Linked DNA regions of Gossypium hirsutum: region 2 is linked to region 1. A link is a contact called in public Hi-C data. All regions are on one chromosome and are shown on one strand. The core of a region is the stretch at or near the end of the contact, and the rest is flanking DNA. Distances in the headings are between cores, read along the strand shown.

Region 1 (3,967 bases), core at 13-2,512:
AAACCTTAAAAAAACCCTAAACCCTAATTTAATTGATTATTTTTAATTTCATAGTTAATTTAATTAATTAACTCTCAACTCTAATTAAATTAAGTTTTCCCTTAAAAATACTAAAACCCTAAACCACTAAAACCCTAATCCTAAAACAATCAAAAACCCTAACCTTAAAAAATTCTAAACCCTAATTTAATTGATTTTTTATTATCATAGTTAATTTAATTAATTAACCCTCAACTCTAATTAAATTAATTTTTCCCTTAAAAAACACTAAAATCCTAAACCTAACCCTGATCTTAAAACAATCAAAAACTGTAACCTTAAAAAAATCCTAAACTCTAATTTAATTGATTTTTTTATTTTTATAGTTAATTTAATTAATTAACCCTCAACTCTAATTAAATTAATTTTTTCCTAAAAAAGCACTAAAACCCTAAACCACTAAAACCTCGATCCTAAAACAATAAAAAAACCTAACCTTAAAAATCCTAAACCCTAATTAAATTAATTTTTCTAATTTCATAGTTAATTTAATTAATTAACCCTCAACTCTAATTAAATTAATTTTCCCTTAAAAACACTAAAACCCTAAACCACTAAAACTCTAATCATAAAACAATCAAAAATCCTAACCCTCAAAAACCCTAAACCCTAATTTAATTAATTTTTTTAATTTCATAGTTAATTTAATTAATTGACCATTAACTCTTATTAAATTAATTTTCTCTTAAAAAACACTAAAACCCTAAATCTTAAAAATTCTAACCCTAAAATAATAAAAAATCCTAACCTTAAAAAATGGGACAAAACGCTTTCTTAAGGGAGCGTTTTGTTGACACGTACTCTGACTTCGCGCTGACGTGGACGCGCTTTCAGGAAAAATGGTCATTTCCTGTAAATAATAAAAAATCAGACCATTTCGATAAATAACGAAATAAAAGAGTTTTTTTTAGTAAATTGCCCGAAAGCTTTGGTCTAATTTATTTAAAAACGAAGAAAAAAAATCTAACATGTGAGCAAGTAAAGTATATTTAGAAGTGAATATATAATTCAACAATGAAAAAAGATGAAGAGGAAGACGGTAGGTGTGAGATTGACCCAGTTCCTCCCTCTTGATTTTTTTCTAATAAAAAAAACATTTTCCTTATTTTTTAAATGAAAAGAAAAACTTAAATGAATATTAATTATATTTTATTTAAACTATAATGGTTGGTAATTATATATATATTTGTACTGAAGATGAATAAATTAGAAAATAAAAAAAAATGCATAGATGGAAAAAGCAAAAGATAAGGGGGGGTTAGGTAGACAGAAGCAGCAGCTCCACAAGAAAATTGAAAATTTGTTTTAAATTCAAAGTGGAAAATGTAAAAGATAAAGCGGAGGGAAGAGCAGAAGGGTGGGTAGGTGTGAGACTGACAGAACCACCTCCACATGCTCCATCCCCTCTCCTTTCTTCATATAAAAATCCCTCTCTTCCCTTTCTTTTCTCTCAGCTTGACGTTCGCTTCTTCAAGAGAACACCAAGCTTATCTCCATTCCCTCTCCTCTTTTTGTTCTTTTCTTTTCTTTTTGGTTTTTTTGAAGGAAACGCTTTATTTATTTATTTATTTATTACGAAATACATAAATATGCAGGCGGTTTCTCCTACACAAAATCTTAATTCTTCTGTCATTCGTCCTTCCAAGCCTCGCCGGTTCCATCAGTTGACTCGCTCCTTTATCCGTTGCGTTTATCACAATGACTCCGTTCAATTCCCTAATGGAGTCGGTTTAAACCGCGCTGATTGGCAGAGCTCTTGCGCTATTCTTTCTAGCAAGGTCTTTTCGCAAGATCAAGGTTCCGGTGACAAATCCACTGCTCCTTCCAACTCGGACCACCTTGCTGCCGCCGTCAATGGTCATAAAACTTCCATAGATCTTAACCTTGTCCCTATTGAAACAAACAACAAGCCTCAACCACCTACACAGAAACCCTTAACCATCACCGACCTCTCCCCTGCTCCGATGCACGGCTCTCAGTTGCGCGTGGCTTACCAAGGAGTCCCCGGGGCCTACTCCGAAGCTGCCGCTGGGAAAGCTTATCCTAATTGCGAAGCGATCCCTTGTGACCAGTTTGAAGTCGCATTCCAAGCGGTTGAGCTTTGGATCGCCGATCGAGCTGTTTTACCGGTGGAGAACTCACTAGGAGGTTCCATTCATCGGAACTACGATCTCCTCCTCCGACACCGACTCCACATCGTCGGCGAAGTCCAACTCCCAGTGCACCACTGTTTATTAGCTCTCCCAGGTGTTAGGAAAGAATACCTTGCACGAGTCATTTCTCATCCACAAGCTCTCTCCCAGTGTGAACACACGCTCACCAAACTCGGACTCAACGTCACGCGTGAAGCTGTCGATGACACCGCCGGAGCCGCGGAGTACATAGCGGCCAACAACCTTCGTGACACCGCCGCCATAGCAAGCGCACGCGCCGCTGAACTTTATGGACTTCAAATCCTAGCCGATGGTATCCAAGACGATTCGAGTAATGTGACGCGCTTCGTTATGTTAGCTCGGGAGCCAATCATCCCTCGCACGGACCGGCCATTCAAAACGAGCATCGTATTCGCGCACGATAAAGGGACGAGCGTGCTTTTCAAAGTACTATCAGCTTTTGCGTTTAGGAATATCAGTTTGACGAAAATCGAATCCCGGCCACACCGCAATAGGCCGATCCGGTTGGTAGATGACGCCAACGTTGGAACCGCCAAGCATTTCGAGTATATGTTCTACGTGGATTTCGAAGCGTCGATGGCAGAGGTTAGAGCCCAAAACGCGTTGGCTGAGGTCCAGGAGTTCACTTCTTTCTTGAGGGTATTGGGCAGTTACCCAATGGATATGACGCCTTGGTGCCCTTCCAGCGGAGATTAACAAAACCTATGAAAGTAAAAAAAAAAAAAAGAAAAAGGAATTATTTGCACAAAAAGGATATTGTGAAAATCAATTTTAATTTACCTTTTTTTTTTGGTTATTATTATGAGAATTTTTAATTCACCGATGGATTTGACAACAGGCCAAAAGAAATTGTTGTTGCCGTCGTTGCTGTTATTATTTGTTGGGTAAATACTTTTATAATATAGTCCAATCAAGTCCTTCCAAAATTTTAAGTTGTCCCATTTCTTTTTTTTCTTTTCTTTTTTTATTTTTAAAATAACATGATTCCATAAAACTACAATCATAATTATATTTAATATAAAAAAATACTCAACTAACAAAACCAACTATAATAGGATGGAATTCATCATATCTACTACCACTTAACCATAAAATCTTATTAACAAAAATCCATCCATAAATTCTTTGTTCATGGTTAATGTTTGAAGTTCGTGATTGTTTATCCTGTATAAACTCTTTGTTTTCTTTTTTTTTTCTACACAAACTCTCTCCCATTTTTTATTTTTAATACCCGAATTCAAAATGGAAAACCATTTCTGCTTCCTTGGGTTGAAGGAAGTGATGGAAAATGGGAAGAAAAGGGGGTTTGGTGAGAATAAGACAAAAAATGGGGAAAGAGCATGAACATGAACATGATTCTAAAATGGGGTGTGGTAGGTGAGAGATGTGGCCTTGCTTTACTTTTTGTAGTTGAACTTCATACCTACCAACCCTTCCTCATCTCTCGCTTACCTACGTCGGCATTTCCTGACCAATAACTTTTAACATCGTAAATGATTACCTAAAACAATTAACATAAACGTTGTAAAAACATAAAAATCAACCCAACAAGTTATTGAATTACTCACGCATGCCTCTCCTTGTTCCTTTTTCTTTCTTTCAACATCCACCTACTCCACATCCTTTTCTCGCAAGTTTTTTGCTTTTTAGGTATAAATTAAACCCTTTTTTTTAAAAAAAAACCAGAAGTTTAAAGAGACCATTTTTAAATATATTTTAATTTTTTTGATTACTCATAATTAATTAAGGAGAAA
Region 2 (4,434 bases), core at 1,651-4,150, 40 kb before region 1:
GTGAGGTAAATTGATTATTGTTTTAGGTAAGCTGAAATGTTTGGACTGCAAAGTGCATGATTTCTGTGCCCTCGATATTTTTGGGCTTAATGGGCCAAAATTGGAATGATGGGCCAACGGGCCCAATTCGGTAAGAACCCTCAGTAGTGATTCTGTTAGTACGTGAAAGGTAGGAATATGCATGAAAAACCCTAAAATAGATAAATTACTGAAATACCTTTAAAAATGGAAAATTTACAGTTTTACCCCTAGGAGATAAATTACCGAAATACCCCTAGGGTTAAATTGACCTAAATGCATGTTTGGCTGTTGTTATTTACTGCATGCCATGTTGTTATTATCTGATGCATGGGACTGGGATATTGACGGAGGAAGTACTGAAAGTGGCTTGTCCACGTACTGGAGGCTTTGCCTCAATTTACTGTTAACTGAGCAGTAAGGCTGCAATTGTGGAGTGTTGGGCTGGGTGAGTTGAGCTATTCCCCACATGGAGTGTATGGCTGGTACGGGTGGAGTGTAGTGGTTGGTGGGTTGAGTAGTCTCCCCAAATGGGCTTGCATATGTTTACTGATGTTGCATATATTTTGAAATGGGCCTATGGGCCACACTGTTATCTAAATAAGGGGCTAAGGCCCAGTTTATTGTAATTTGAAAAGGGCTCTGGCCTAGTACCACTGTTACCTGAATGGGCTTAGGCTCAATAGGCTTGAGCTGACTTGGGCTTTGAATAGGTTTTCCTTACACACTGAGTTTCCCCAAACTCACCCCTTTTATTTTCATCCACGTAGGAAATCCCCAACCATAGTGGGCTTGGAGCTGTGAGGGAATTCAGAGTGGCCACCCGTTCTGAAAGTTTGATTTTCTTCTGGTGAACTGGACATCCCTTTATTTACGTTTGAAGTTTTGGGTTTTTAAATGTAATAAGGCCGCTTAATTATTTTTGATGGTTTTAATATGTATTACTAAGATAGGTATTACTTATTTTAACTGTTGAAATTGGATAGCTTTAGGGCGCGTTTTCAAAAACAACAATTGATTTCAAAATAACACGACAATAAATAAAGCTTCCGCAATGAAAGTATTTTCCAAAATTAATCACTTTTCCTAAAAATGACTTAATCAAATCGGTTTCCTAAAAATATTCATGACGTTAAGGTGTGGCAATGGCGGTATGCATGTCTAGGATTGGATCCGAAGGGAGCTTGGTACTTAAGCAGTCTGATGGACTCACCACCTCTTTTCCGGTTTCCTACCTGGTGCACAGCTTCCATTCACTTTAACCTATAATGAAATTATCTTTTAAAACACTAAGTAAGTTTTTCTGGACCAATAATATAAAATGTTTTGAACGCATGTCGGATCCGGTCATAACGTCTGGGCCGGGTTTGGGGTGCTACATTTGCAGTGCGAGGGCTATTGGTATAATATATGAATATTTGGATGGTATAATGACATTATAGAATATCATTACAATGTAGTAACTTTTTGAGGTTGTAAAATTTTATAACATATGGATTATGACATATAAACTAATGAAATCATGTAACTTTTTGTTAATATATGAATGCTATGTTTGGATGTGAAATATAATTGTCAAGTTATTTATTACTTCTAATATTTTGTTTTTTATTATAGAATGATTAAATTATTTGTTTCACTAATGATATTTTAGCACATTAAATATGTATTGCAATTTAAATATAATAAAGTAGATTATATATTATTTTTATAGTATTATATATTATGATTTTTTAATTCATATAATAATAATTATATTAAGAATTTTATCAAACTATATATTATTTATTAAATTATATTTAATAATAATTATGTTAAAATATGGTTAAATTATTTATTATATTTATTAAATTATTTTTAATAATAATCTTATTAAAATTTAATAAGAATAACAATAATCATCTACCTAAAAAAATTTTGCTAAGGGTATTTTGGTCATTTTAATTTTTTTCTTTATGCTATTACTACATCATTCCATTCAACCAAACACAAGAATATTATTACAGTTCTATTCCATTCCATTCAACTAAATAGTTAAATTACTGATTACAGCGCTATTCCATTATAGCCTTATTCCATTACAGCTCTATTCAATTATAGTCTTATTCCATTACAGTGAACCAAACTTAAACTCTTAGCATTTGTCAATGAACTCCTATCAAGAAGCTCTCTGATGCACTTGCACTGGCATAAGTGCAGACTCCCAATAGAAGATCGAGTAACTTCAATACCTAAGAAGTTGTGGAGATCCCCCATGTCCTTTAGGGAAAACTCTTTATGTAACAACTAAATAAAACTACTTATATTGCCAGCCGTGCTCCCTGTAACTATAATATCATCCATAAAATTCACATACTCTATCAGGGAGGGATCTGGTTTTGTTGTAACTTGAAATAATAAACATTAACTATATCGAAGTTTGGAGTCACTGAAATTGTCATCAATGAAATGATAGGGAGAAAGAAAAATTTTTTGCAGTTAATCCCACTAAAGAAACTAGTTTGCTATTCCAATTAAATTGAGTAGTAAGGAGCTCAAATATCTTAAAATAAGTTTTAAGTTCGAATCTTACGAATGAAGAAAACAGTGATGGAAGAATTTATCCCGTTCAAGAGTCCAATTTAATTTAATTTTGAAATTTAATTGAATCCCAACATAACCATTTAATTCCGAAAAGTGGCACACATTAAAAAAAAAAACCTTTGGGTTAAAATCTAGCAAGTGTTTTATATGGTAGACCAACGTTTTTAGTGATGTTTATAGTACTATGGTTGTTGTTTCCATCACGGTGCAAATTGGGTGAACACTTTCCACCTAAATCACTTCAAACCAATTAAAACTGGTTGGACCACAACTTTTCTGCAACAGTTTATGAATTGAGTCTGAATATAAATGCCATCAAGGGAAGGGTAATGTGTAACACGAGCCTGTCCCTATTGCTATTCCCCATATCTTCCATCACTCTTGTTTATATTAATGTATGAGTGTTGGATAACAAAAGTCCATCTCAAATCTAATTTAATTTAGATTAAATTTATCCAAACTCTAATAATTTAACTCTTGAATAACTTTATTCCATACATAGAATTTAACATATATAAACAAGACTTTCAACCGCGAAAAATCTTGTCCTAATTCAGCAACAATTCCCGGATGTTATGAACTTAATTAGCTGTTTTGGATTCAATTCCATAAAGTTAATCCATTTTTCTTTTTTTATTGCGTAAATTATTGATAAAACTGTTGGAATTAGAAGGAAAAAGAAGTTGAGGGGATGAGATCAACTAACTGCCAACATACAACACATGTTATCTAATTCGACTTCACTTAACAATCAACGTTGGTGGGAAGCCTAAAGGCTTTGCACAACACCCACTCAAGATTTATTAAATATTACAATCAAATATATTTATAAAAATTTATCACAAAAAGATTTGACTAAAATACTACTTTTTTTTATAAAATTAAAATAATAAAATTAATATTTTAGACATCATGATGACTTATATTTTAAAATAATATTTACAACACTCTCCCTTTAATATCTATTAACAAAGAATAACTATATCTTGTTAAAACCTTACTAGAAAAAATCTAGTGAGAAAAAAATCATAGTTAAGAAAAATAGTACAATATTCATATTTATACGCGTTGATAAAGTTGCCTCATTAAAAACCTTGCGACTAAAACCCAATGGGATAAAACATCATCAAAGAAAAAAAAGCACAGTGCATATTTTACTCCCCTTTATTTGAACATCATTTTATAACTTAATATTAACATATTCAATATTATTCATCATTAGTAAATCATCAATGTGCATAACAAATTCAATTGATGCATATTAACACAACAATAAAATTCAATTGCATTCACAAGCTTTAGATGTTGCCATCAACTTTATAAAGTATGATGTATTGTATCATTCATTACTATTAACACAATGAGTGTATTAGACACATAAAGAAATGATACTTACGGACCATTGTTTTATAACATAATTGTTTGATCATTTGTGTTCATTTTCAAGATCTCCAATCTACATGAAAAGTAGTCTTGATTATTTTGGTTATATAGACACTATTGGGTACTCAATAGTAATTCTTTATAATGTCATTGTGTAACCATTTGTCCTTATTGAACAGTCAATTTTCAGGTCAAAACAAAATTTCATTTTTAGATATACTTTCGTTATAAAGTTTATCTACCAAATAATTATTATTCTTGGAAATTCTTCAAGAAATCTAATGATATTTGATACATTAATAACAACAATAACAATAATAGCCTATATGTATAAATACATTAATTTATAAAAACACATGAATAAACTCATATTCACGTATAATGATTTTCCCACGAAACTAAAGTTTTATGCTTCAGCCATCAATCCTTTAGGAATTTTTGTTTTTGATA

What was found. Hi-C and Micro-C count contacts between places; a contact is called where the count stands out from the background.
Region 2: a contact with region 1 is called in a Hi-C map of leaf, with 1.9 times the contacts expected there. The contact joins the enhancer-like site here to the promoter of LOC107912788 in region 1. A contact is called at or near these places in 5 of 34 Hi-C or Micro-C datasets (hypocotyl, leaf and seedling).

Annotation. Positions count from the first base shown.
Region 1 is chrA09:65,097,821-65,101,787 of Gossypium_hirsutum_v2.1, reverse strand. LOC107912788 (arogenate dehydratase 3) reads left to right here and starts at 1,262. Exons shown (of 1, transcript XM_016841116.2): 1 at 1,262-3,139. The coding sequence starts at 1,629. The coding sequence ends at 2,909.
Region 2 is chrA09:65,138,872-65,143,305 of Gossypium_hirsutum_v2.1, reverse strand. No RefSeq gene overlaps it. Among protein-coding and RNA genes, the nearest start is that of LOC107912789, 15 kb to the left of the region's middle. Within about 2 kb of position 2,900, at least 1 of the 9 cell types and tissues checked has an H3K27ac peak or open chromatin away from gene starts, as enhancers often do. A contact at or near this core is called in leaf, where this site is marked.